Regions from separate parts of the Danio rerio genome. Here region 1 is linked to region 2. A link is a contact called in public Hi-C data. All regions are on one chromosome and are shown on one strand. Each heading gives the region's core, a stretch centred on a gene start, on an enhancer-like site or on the middle of the called end of the contact. The rest is flanking DNA. Distances are from core to core; before and after follow the strand shown. Region 1 overlaps dab2ipa (DAB2 interacting protein a). Region 2 overlaps dab2ipa (DAB2 interacting protein a).

Region 1 (6,829 bases), core at 1,241-3,740, 98 kb before region 2:
GTGATGCAGGCTGTATCCTAATTATGTTATTCTGCTTTGTCTGTAAAGTCATGGACACACTTTTTTGTAGAGCAAGCAGTTTAACTATTTTCTTCTGTTTATTATTGCAATTTCTCCCATAGGCAATTGAACCTGAAGTTCTAAAGCTATTGTATGCAGGAAAAAAGTACACGCGATTGTAATACTTGACCTCATGTGAACCTCAAGCGAATAGTTGAATTGTGAGAGATGCAGAATCTCTCCATGGCTTGAGCTTGTTTGAGGAGTGGAGCGCTACACACTGCGCTGTCATTGATCCAGACTGCAGCTGCAGCCTCCAGTTTAGCATCTCCTCCAAACAACAGCAGCATCAAACAGTGCTCTTCCTTCACCCTGACAGGCTCAATGAATAATTCCATTTGGAAATTCAGCAGATGGCAAAATCCATGTGAAAGATTCCTTGAAAATATAAAACAAAGAGCTGAAAAAATTAGATAGCACCCGGAAGCAAAATTGCCTTTGAAGTTGTTTCGATAAGATGTCTTTAAGCTGAACTGTTTGGCTTTCTAGAGTCTAAAAAGCTCTGTAAAAGCAAGACTCTTTTATCTTTATTTATTATACGTCTTTTTTAAGATTATATAACATATCATTAAGCATGTTTGGCTATACTATACTATACTATACTATACTATACTATACTATACTATACTACAAGACAAGACTCTATCCTTTTTTATTATACATCTGTTTCAAGAATATAAAAGATAAATAAAGTTTAGCTATACTATGCTATGCTATACAATACTATACTATACTATACTATACTATACTATACTATACTATACTATACTATACTATACTATACTATAAGACACTATACTTAAAGACAAGACTCTTATCTTTATCATATGTCTGTTTCAAGATTATATAAGATGATATCATTAAGCAAGTTTGGCTATAGTGCACTTGTTTTTGCGATTGTTTTAAAGCTTCCTATTCAGCCGCCTATGGGAAAAAATGACTGGGAATAATAAACGGCAGAAAACTGTCAAAAAACTTACTCTACAAACAAGTGTTTGTATGATTATACAGACAATATAATATAATATAATATAATATAATATAATATAATATAATATAATATAATATAATATAATATAATATAATAAAAAAATATCAGTTTGCAACATCAAGCAGCTAAACAAGCTGTGTTTAATGTCCAAAAATGAATGATAGTGAATGAGACCGGAGCCTAAAGGATTTAAATTTCTGCGTACGCGAAGAATAAGGTGAATACTTTACTGGTCTATACTATACTATAATATACTATACTATACTATACTATACTATACTATACTATACTATACTATACTAGATTGCTAGACACTTAAGGCACTTTACACTTTGTAGGGAATCTCCTCATCCACCACCAGTGTGCAGCATCCATGCGACGGCAGCCATATTGCGCCAGACCGCCCACCAGCTAATTGGTGAAGAGGAGACAGAGTGATGTAGCCAATTATGATATGGGGATGGCATATTTGGCCAGGATGCCGTGGTTAAATCCCCACTCCTTTTCGAAAGAAATCCTAGAATTTTTAACAACCACAGAGAGTAAGGACCTCGGTATAACATCTCATTCGAAAGACAACTCTCACTGAGCAGTATAGTGTCCCCTTCACTATACTGGGGCATTAGGACCCACACAGAACGCAGGTTGAACGCCCCCTGCTGGCCTCACTAACACCACTTCCGGCAGCAACCAAGCTTTGCCATGTGGTCTCCCATTCAGGTACTGACTGGACGCAGCCCTGCTTAGCTTAAGTGGGCGACCATGTGAGAGTTGCAGAGAGCTAGCTTCTGGCTAAGCTCTAGATCTGCCACTTTTATACTTTTTACACCAATAGACTGATTGGCGCATTATGCATTAACAATGGTTTGAACAGTTATAGGGTGAATCAAATGTATATTTATACTATCTATTATTTAAATTATTAACATTATTATTTAAAATACAGTTCAGAGTGAAACATCCCCCCCCCCCCACACACACACACCCCATACATCTTGTTTTGACCTCTTTCAGGGGAGATAAGGCCTTAATAGGGGTGATCAAACCCCCCTGTAATTTGCACCTTGGTTGTTGTGCTATAGGAACTATGTGGTTTGTCAAGATCAGTTAGCCATTCAATTGCATGAGGCCTTTTTTCAGATCCCCCACCCTGTATCTGCAATTCTGTGACTCTTTTTTTGGCCATGTTTTAAGCATCTCACTCAGACTTTGAAGAATAATTCAAGTCCTTTTAATCTTGCCCTAATCTGTAAGTGTCCTAAAAGCACCAGCTCAGCTCTCCCCCCATGAACTTGCAGTGCACCAGTATTTTTCCCCCCTTTCCATGCCAGCCAACAGTTTCCATGGTAACAGCGGCTTTGAGGGGAGTATCACATCAGTGAAGCTCCTTCAGCCCAGCGCTGCCAGCAGATGTGTGTGTGTGTGTGTGCCGCACCAATCGCACAGCTATGCACGGCTCAACCAAACGCTACGGATGAGAGGAGAGTGGAAAGAGTGAACTGAGCGGCGGCGCTTTTCACATGCAGCTGCTCCAGTGGTTGATGAATCTTTAGTTTAATACAGTCCTTTCCTCTGACTTCTTGTCCAGGGCTTCTTGAGCCGCAGACTGAAGGGTTCCATTAAACGCACCAAAAGCCAGCCGAAGCTCGACCGACACAGCAGCTTCAGGAACATCTTACCGGGCTTCAAGAGCGCGGAGAATGACAGGTAAGGTGGAACCGTTTACCATCAATTAAGGCTTCTTGTTTGTTAAATTAATATTTTTATTCATTTCAACACTTTAAATCATCATATTGGCAGCTGTCAGTGAATCCTGTCTAATGTGCCGTCACATTGGTCATTATAATTTATGTTAAAATGTTGATTTTGTGCCAACAAGTTTGCCTCATTGTCGTACTTTTTTATCCTGCTGAATTTTGTAGCATCCATCACGATGTTCTCCCTACATTTATCTTCTCTATTCATCTCCATTAGGATTGTTTAGAGTCACTTATTGCTGTGCTAAAATGTCTGAGTCATCTTTCTCCCCGATGAATAGGGTTCACAGAGTGAGGAATGAATTGGATTTACTTGCAGGATAAATGCTCTGGCTGCAGTCTAATTTGTGAAAGATGCTTATGAAATATTCGGCTCCCCGCGTGTTGTTTGGGTTGTCAAGAAAAGAAATATCAGGCTCCGGGATGCTGAGTCCATATGTTGTTTTGATCTGACTTCAGTACAGTGACCTACACGGTGTAGCTTGTTTCCCAGCCTCAGGTCAGTGTAAGTTGCTTGTGTACAAGCTTGTAGCAATGCGCACAGAAGTCAACTAAAGTGCACGGTGGATGGTAAAGTCATTTGAGAAGGTGGACTGACCGCTTGCCTTTGCTATACTGCTGATATCTAAGCAATATTTTCCTTACATACTCAAACATATTTGCACATTGCATATTGAAATTAACCGCAATTTGACATCTCAGTGCTTCTCTGGGTTTTTCAGTCATCGAATTGCAGTTGCCAATCGAGACTCTTTCCCTTTCCCACCTGGTATTAACATATACGTATACAAATGTTTCTGATTTAGTCTTGATGCTTTGTTTTTATTTTTTAACACTCTACATCATTTTTGCCATAGCACTGTTGAATAAACAACAAATGTAAAACAAGGGAATTTGTAAGTCGCTTTGGATAAAAGCGTCTGCTAAATGACTAAATGTAATGTAAATGTAAAGCGATGGCAACAATGAATTCTTTTTTTAATTCCTGAATATGCATTCTCTCATAACACGTCTTAAAGTGGTCATTGATGTCCAGTAGGCATGGAGAAGGTGGTGTTTTGTGCCTATTTGAACACATTTGACCACATGAGCAGTGTACAGTATGAAAGCAGTCCGATTGAACTACCCATGAAACTAATAGACAAGCTCAGACTTTTTATTCTTTAGTCACATCTGTATATAGGCAAGGCAAGTTTATTTATATAGCACATTTCATACACAGTGGTAATTTAAAGTGCTTTACATAAACAAAAATAAAAGAAGCAAAAATAAAAATGAGATAAAAACTTATTAAGAGGTGTCAAAACATGTTATAAAAGAATGAAAAAGAAGAGAAAAACATAATAGTGCGATCTGTCGGACGTAGCACAGTGCTCAATCAGTAATGGTACAGTTAAACAAATTTGTGTTTAGTCTTGATTCGCATCTGCCTAATGTTTGAGCACATCGGATCATTTCTGGAAGCTGATTCCATCAGCGGGGTGCGTAATAGCTGTAGGCGGATTCACCCTGCTTTGACAGAACTATTGGAATTTCTAGTTTATTTTATCCTAATTATCTGAGTGATCTGTTAGAGTTGTTTTCAGTGATCATGTCTGTAATGTATTCAGGTACTAGACCATTCAGTGATTTTAAGTAGCAATACTTTAAAATCTATTATGAATGTAATTTGGAGCAAGTGCAAAGACCTGAGGATATGTTATCATCTACTTGTGATCTGATTCACAAATACACATCCTAATTCCAGATGTAAACCCAGACTACAGATTTTTTTCTTTCTTGCGTTTGTTTCCCTATAGTCTAAGGTCTTGTCTCTTACTTTGTTTTTATATTTGAAAATATGAGAAAATCTTTCAGGACAAAAATGATCTGGGCTGAGCTTCTTGGATCTTGGCTCTTAAGAGCATTCTGTACCTGCAAAGTCGCAAAGGTTTTTTGCAACTCCATTTTGTTTCACAAAAAGGCACGTAACATGATCGAGTGAAAACACTTTCTATGTGCTACTTGGGAGTTGCTGTCCATTTCAAAAGTGCTGTAACATAAGTGTATAAGGAGTCGTAATCCTGAAGGTTTATCCAAATAACCATTGGTCATGTTGATTAGGAATCAATATAAAGCACCTACATGCAGACTGGGACATAAAATGGCTAGGAAGAAAAACTTAAGATTAAAAAACATAAGGTAATCAATATGAAATGCCCATGCTTTGTGCAAATCCAAACAAGTCTTTGACATATTTTATTTTTAGAATATTTTACTATTGTTTAATACTCTTTCAAGCATATTAATTCTAATTAAATTTCATTATTAATTTTGTTCAGTAATTGTATTTGTTTATGTGTATTTCCATTTTCTTCATTTTGTGCATTTTTAAGATCTACTTAGGCTTACAATCTATTTGGCAAATCCAGTCCTAAAGTGTTCCATGTATTGTACTGTGCAGTTATTATATGCCAACAATGGTCTCATTCCTAATCAGTTTGTATTTATATTCCAAAGGAAACTTTAGAAAGTCATCTGAGAGAAAGATGACACTTTAAAAGAGTAACGTTTGAGATATACAGTTAGTGGTTAGTGATATAAGTTTAAATATATTGCTTAATGACTCGTTATTTCCTCACAAATGTGCAGACAGGGTTAAATGTTCTTGAAAGACATAAGTCCCATCCCAATTCTACCCTCTTAGCCCTTCTCTTTACCCTAAGTCCTTGTTTTGCGCATTCATGCTGTTTTTGTGTGTTTACATGAATATGGCCACGGTGTAAATGCACAGTATGGTTACGAGCTTATCACCACATTACATTGTTATGATAACATGATATATGCCTTCAGTGATTTCCTGAAGATCAACACCAAAAAAAAAAAAACCCACATCTGAAATAACTACAGCATTCGCTGTTGTCTCATATGAAGCAAGAGATCGCGATGACATATAATGACGTGTGCTGGTATTGTAGTGCTGTCGCAATTCTTAGGGGTAAAATTTGAAGCCCTTCCCCTTCACACTCTGTTTCAAGGGCCAAGGGGAAGGATGGGTAGGGGTAAAAAAAAATAGAATTGTGATTGGGCCTAAGGATGTCAAGCTCCAAAGGGGAATCTAAATACAGGTGCAAATTAGGCCTAAAAGATTTATATCTCTCCACTTTCAGAGGTTTCATTTGATTTATCTTCTTAGTATAATCATGTTCAGACAGCCACAGTCGACCAGTTTGTATCACTAAAAGCACATGCTAATACCAGGTAGAAACAGGACCAATAAATATCATAAAAAAATCCCATGACTCATGTATTTTAAAAGCCATGGGATACCTCTGTAAATGCAAGCCACTATTGACTAATAATTTTCTCTCACGATCAAATCCGGTGCCATTAGTCATTAGACTCTTCTGCGGTACTTTTATAGTGCATCATGCTTCCATTTACTTTCATTATAGTGAATGGAGAGATATACTCAGCAGGACAAATTTACTTTTACAGAATAAATAATCTGATATTCTGACCTGTTTACCATAAAACTGCACATTCACTAAATTTTACTAGGGGAGTATTCTCATTTACTGAGAGAATCTAAAGAGCACGGTCTCCTACATAGGAATTTGTTGAGTCACTCTACAGGCCTGGAGATATTATAGCAAGCACGCCAAAGATTTCTCGACAGCTTACCGTCAACCTTGTGCTTTTGTGTCGCTGTGGTGTTAGCGGGAAAAAAAATGGCCTTGCTTGTCCAGAGATTTTATGCCTCATTAGAGCAGCATGTTATCCGGGGAGGGAGACCGTCAGCTTTGTGGCACCAAGGTGTGTGAGCTGGATATGACATACTGTTTTTTTGGAAGCTGCAGCAGCCTCTGTACCTGACTGAATTCTGCTGGTCACAGTAAGTTAAGGGTCATTTTTCCCAAGCCTGTCTGTTTTGGCCTGCCAGGACCTGACGCTTGCAAAGCCCAAGCTGATGTTGCGTGGTTCAGACAGGGTCTATCAGCTCTGCAGTGTTTTAATCAGCGGCGATTTTAGGATTTTCATT
Region 2 (6,291 bases), core at 246-2,745:
CAGAATAAATAAATAAATAAATAAATAAATAAATAAATAAATAAATAAATAAATAAATAAATAAATAAATATTCAATATATTACAAAATAGGTAACACTTTAAAGCAGGGGTGTCCAAACCGGCCAAAAACCAACCTTGATTGAGGGCTATGAGCCATATATATATATATATATATATATATATATATATATATATATATATATATATATATATATATATATATATATATGTGTGTATGTATGTATGTATATATATATATATATATATATATATATGTGTGTATGTATGTATGTATATATATATATATATATATATATATATATATATATATATATATATATATATATATATATATATATATATATATATATATATATATATTACATTAAGTTTGCCAAGGGTAATTTCCTAATTTATTAGCTAATATTAAAAATTACCAGAAAAGTAGAAAAAAATAAAAAATAAACAATCACATTTATAACACAATGCAATTCAATGTTTAATATAGTCGAGCTGCTCTTGGCTTTGCCTTGATTTGCTCGCAGATGTCTTGTGCATTGTCCTCTATTTGACAAGTGACAGTATTCACATTTTAAAAGTCTGATTCATTTATAACATTTATTTGAAACATTTCATTTCAGTTGGCTTTTTATTGTTTTATTGTTCAGTCACAAAACAAACAAACAAAAATTTACGTTGAATTTGTCAACGTTAATCTTACAATCTCTGTCAAACCACCTTCCATTCCACATTCCCATCCCTGCTCCCACTCTTTTCTGATGGGAGGGTGGGCCAAATCAAAGGTTACCATGGGCCAACTTTAGGCATCTCTGCTTTAAAGTAAAACAGTAGGTATTTTAGGTTATTCTGCCTGTTAAAGTAATCTTTTTTGCAGCTCAATATATTGATGATACCATGTATCATGACAAAAGTTTAAGCAATTAATCACAGCAAGAAATTTTGAGAGAAGCCTAGTAAGCAAGTGCAATATGTGATTTCTGACCTAGCAGCCCTGCAGAGTTTAGCTCCTACCAAACTGAAACAAATCCTAAACCACGTGACCAAGGTCTTTAGACACAACAGAAACTTGTAGATAATTTGATTGGAGCAGAACTCTGCAGGGCATTGACCTTCCAGGAGAATAATTGGACACCCCTGAGCTAGATAATGAGTTTAATTTGAATAATAAAAAAACAGCTGTGATCTTCATTTTGTCCTGTCATCTTTTGGACAGGCTGGTGGATTTCACTCGACTGCCCTCGCCGACCCCCGAAAACAAGGACCTGTTCTTTGTCACAAGGAATTCTGTGATTCAGCCGTCACCCGCCCGCAGCTCCAGTTACTCCGAGGCCAACGAGCCAGATGTTCAGATCCCCAACGGTAGCAAGAGCTTGTCAATGGTGGACCTGCAGGACAGCCGTTCTCTAGAGAGCGCTGCCAACACCTCCTTCAGTGACCCCATCAACGACAGCCAGGCGTCTGCTGGCCAGAGCGCAGGAATGTGGACCACCCGCACCATAAAGGGCAACACGCCCAGTGGTCCAACCCTGAGGAGAGCAGGTCAGACCCCCACCACCCCGAGCACAGAGTCTGCCCCAGGAAGGTCCCAGCTGCTTGCCCCGCTCTCCTTCCAGAACCCTGTGTACCAGATGGCCGCCGGATTGCCTGTGTCACCCCGTGCAGTGGCCGATTCAGGATCTGAATGCCAGAGTTCCATCAGCAGCAATGCAGAGGAAGCAGCTACCGCGGGGCCAAAGCACCCGTTTATAAGCCAGTCCAGCACAGGGGCGAGCGGCGGAGGGGGCAGTAGTGGGGATGAATTTATTCAACGTCCTGGAGAGTTTACACGTCGACAGCTGTCACTTACAGAGACCCAACACCAGACCAATGTACCGCGGCAGAACAGTGCTGGCCCGCAGCGCCGGATAGACCAACCACCTCCAGCCATTACAAGAGGCCGCACTCCACCAAACATGCTCAACACTGCTCCCTATCCACGGCCCTCCAGTGGAAGTATGATGTCATCGTCTCCTGACTGGCCCAGCAGCGGCACTAGACTGAGGCAACAGTCTTCGTCCTCCAAAGGGGACAGTCCAGAGTCCAAGCAGCGCACACTACACAAACAAGTGAGTCCATTTGAACACTATTTCTCTAGTTTTCATAAATGTGTCTATTTCATTTCATTATTTAAAACTGAAGCCATAATGTTCCAAGTATGGTTGCTGTGACCTTGTGCAATGATGTCACTAGAAACGATACCAATTAGATAGGGTTCTTGTTTACTAGTTAGCCCAATCAAGTAGGTATGACTGCAGCCTCCTGCAGACCTCTAGGTGGGAGGGACTTATGCTGCAGTTAGGCTGGGTTTAGGGGTGGTGTAGGTACTGTATAAACATTAATAAAACATAACAGGTCACTGTTAGATTGGGTCTAGGGTTGGGTTTAGGGTTAGGGTAGGTGTAGACATTCATAAAACACAGTAGGTTGGACTCCATGTTATGTACAAGATAAATGAAAACTCCAGGAGGTGTGTTCAGCCCCCTTGGAGCTTAAGTCCCACCCACTTTGAGCTGACCAAACCATTTGAACCTGGCTCTGACCTCCATTTATACCCTTCTCGGCCTAATTGCAAATACACATGTGACAATTAACTAAAAGCAAACGTGTTAGAAAAATAAACACTTTACACTTAAATGTTCTGTATAAGTTTTTGACAATTCTAAAGCATAAAATACCATAATATGTTTGCAAATATTTAAGAAACATGCCACTTGAACAATCTTGGTTATCTGAAAAACAATGCTGAAGTCAGATTTTCTGCTTTGAAAATGTGTTACGTGCCAGAATATCTGTCTTTGTTTTGGTTTTAACACATTTAACATAAGTAAAAGCACATGAGGTTTACCTGAGGTAAGCATTGCCAGTTTGCTGTTATTCAGCTGCAAGCCATTTCTAATATATTAATTTAAGGTGTTGGTTAGAACAAAAACTCTATCGTGTGCTGTTACTTTTATATAGAACATGACTTAAATCAGCCTTTAGGCTCGATTGTCAGACTCGCTTCTGGTGGTCCTCAATCTGACAACCAATGTTTTTTTTAATCCAGGAATGTAATGTAAGTTCAACCGCTGGGTGTCAAACTTACATAATACACATATAAACGTACTTCAGCATGTGAATTAAAATAAGTACTACCTAAAATTATCTAAATCGTTTATGGAAAAAGCTCATTTGAAAATGTATTTGTTACATTTGTACAATTTTTTTATGATATGTGCTGCAGCCACCCACCAGGAAGCAATACAAATGTTTTGGCTTTATTTGGTATGGTTTATATCTTGATGAAAAGATCATGTCATATTTAATATGATATTTAATCATGTCATATTCATGTCAATTATGTCAATTTAATTGTACTCATCAGAAATATAATTTTAGTGCAAATTTAAATCATCAACATTTAGTTTACCAAAACCCTTGTTGTTGATTTATGCAGATGTTGTGTTTCACTCACTTTATTCAGTCCCTATGTACCCAAATGATTTTAATTTGTATAAAACCAAATATTGTCTAAGAACTTAAAACAACTGGTAGCCATAATTGGATGGTGTTTTCAGTCATTTTGACTACACTTGTCATTTCTACACTATTTTGAGAAGCTTTTTAGAAAACAAGTATGTGTATAATCAAGAATTTGTTCCCTCATTTTAGTAGTTACTTGTGTTAGCCAGTACTCATTTTTGGGTATTTACACCTACCTAACTTTAAATAGTAAAAGTCCTTGACCCCAGTGAGCTACAAACAAAAATTAAATATCATTGGAAAGAAGACACTTTGAATCCATCTAGAAAGTTTCATGCTAAAAAAATATGAAAAGTTATATATTATGAAGTAATGAGAAAGAAAAATTGTAGTGTTTTTAATATTTGTTTTTTCATAAACAAACAAAGCCTAGTCTCTCATAAGTTTATATTTCAAATTTAATAAAGATAGCATGCAAAATAAGATTTCTGTAAAAGGTTTTCTGAGACTATATCGGTGTCCTACTTGTCCTCACCGCCAGAGGCATTTTAAAAATTACCTTCCCAATATAAAACAGTAACAGTTGCTGAGTAATTTGGTCTACCTTCACAGTTCATATATCTTTGGAAAGAAGACACGTTAGGCTTTATTATTCCAGCATCTAGATTTTATAATGTTCAAAACAAAAACAAAAAAAACCTATAGATTCTTAAGTAGTGTAAAAAACTTGCACAACTTATCCAGCAAGTTTTTACGCAGCAGATGCCCTTCCAGCTGCAACCCATCTCTGGTAAACATCCACACACACATTCACACACACACTCATACACTACGGACAATTTAGCCAACCCAATTCATCTGTACCGCATGTCTTTGGACTGTGGGGGAAACCGGAGCACCCTGAGGAAACCCACGCGAACGCAGGGAGAACATGCAAATTCCACACAGAAACACCAACGAAGCCGAGGCTCGACCCAGCGACCTTCTTGCTGTGAGGTGACAGCACTACCTACTGCGCCACTGCTTCGTCCAGATTTTATTATTTCATAAATATATGAAATTGGTCCTGGAGCAATACAGAAAAGTTATAAGTCAAAAGCCACACGTCTCCTGGGTATGTGTTTTATATTTTGATAGCAATATCATGCAAAATAAAATTTCGGACATAAAAACACAAAATAACTAATTGGAAAGTAGTTTCTATTCCAGATTTACAAATGCAATAGATTTACATTAATAATGGCCAGAAAGCCAATAGAAACGACATAACGAGGATGCAGGGCAAGCACTGCCCATGTTTTGCTCTCAGTTACTGCCTAATCAATGTTGTTACGGCTATAATCAAGAAAAAAAAAAACACTTTTCCAAGTTCCAAGATATGATCATTTTCCAAGATTTGGGATTGTGTTTTAAAGTCGATCACATTCTTTGTGTCTCACTAGATCCATGAGTTGCTGTATTCCCAGAACTCATTTAGAAACCACTAAATTAGCTAGCACTCGGCTGATATTCTTAAAACAACTTGGCACTTAGATCTCTTGGGGGTTAATGAGTCTTTCGGTGCATCGCTACAATCAAACAAGGCTCTTAGGTTAGGATGAACAAACGAAGCCCTCTTGCCGTCAGAGGTGAAAGGAATGAGCAGACAAGCAGAATTAATTGCAGGCTCTGCGCTAGTGATTAAATGACTCCTCGCATTGTCCAAACTGTTCCTTTGAAGTCTGCTGAATAAATCTTCATTAAAAATTGATCAAGCGTTTTTTTTTTTCTTTCTTTTATTTTCCAGCAAGCGTTGTTGTCACCTTGAAAAGTTTTAAGGCACTTGTTTGTGTGCATGTTTTTGTGCACGATTGATTGCATACTATAGCTTTTACCAACCCAATTATGAAAAGGATGTGATGTTTTGTAAAAGTCAAAGAAGTGATCTATCTGTGATTTTGTTAATTCTCTTTAACTTTTTTAATGGAAAGTAAAAGTATAAAGACATGCTTTCCAAGGTTTTACTGACAAACTTTAATGTATTTTTCAAATATAAACTTATTTATGGTGGCAACACACTCCAAACAGAGGCAAAAAGAAGTGTAAAGGTTACAGAATATCCAGATTAATCCATTTTGAAACATTCCATGAGCAGATAAACTAGTAAAATGTGTAAGCTTCAAATTGAGCTCAAAATAGTGCATCTCAATCTTTGTTAACAAAGCTTGATCATATGTTATCATTTCTTTCGACAACTAATGTAAATGTATATGTACAGTAATATTGTGAAAAGATTCATGAAATCCAGTGAAATCTCTGCCTTTGTAGGGCAATGCTATGGTGCTGTGTTGAAGGGTATGACAATTATTAAATAAATTAAAATTATGTTATTAATTACTCACCCTCTTGTCATTTTAATCCCCTGAGAACACCTTCAGAATACAAATTAAGATATTTTAGTAGAAATCCCAGAAGTCTCTTATCCATATACAGCTCGAGATGCTCAAAGTTATGAACTTTGGAGGAACCAAAAACATTTCATGTGACTTCAGTGGTTCAACTCCATAATTTGACTTTAGTCAGCTCCAAGAACACTTTTGTGCAGTAAAAATAAACCCTGTTAAAATGACTTTGCATTAGGTAGGGGTGTGCATTTACTATGGGAAATAAAATGCTTGTGTTGCATGGCTGACTCATGTTATACTGCTCATGAGTAAGAGAAGACAAAAATGAAGTTGTTTTTATGTTGTTGTTGTTGTTTTTCTTTGGCACACTAAAGTATTCTTGGA

What was found. Hi-C and Micro-C count contacts between places; a contact is called where the count stands out from the background.
Region 1: a Hi-C map of embryo shows a contact between it and region 2, with 2.0 times the contacts expected there. The contact joins two enhancer-like sites. A contact is called at or near these places in 3 of 18 Hi-C or Micro-C datasets (caudal fin and embryo).

What each region holds. Positions count from the first base shown.
Region 1 is chr8:13,821,927-13,828,755 of GRCz12tu, reverse strand. It overlaps dab2ipa (DAB2 interacting protein a), which reads left to right. Exons shown (of 18, transcript XM_017357419.4): 5 at 2,640-2,758. Among named protein-coding and RNA genes, the nearest start is that of dab2ipa, 92 kb to the left of the region's middle. Within about 2 kb of position 2,490, at least 7 of the 62 cell types and tissues checked have an H3K27ac peak or open chromatin away from gene starts, as enhancers often do.
Region 2 is chr8:13,722,970-13,729,260 of GRCz12tu, reverse strand. It overlaps dab2ipa (DAB2 interacting protein a), which reads left to right. Exons shown (of 18, transcript XM_017357419.4): 14 at 1,236-2,127. Among named protein-coding and RNA genes, the nearest start is that of endog, 31 kb to the right of the region's middle. Within about 2 kb of position 1,495, at least 3 of the 62 cell types and tissues checked have an H3K27ac peak or open chromatin away from gene starts, as enhancers often do.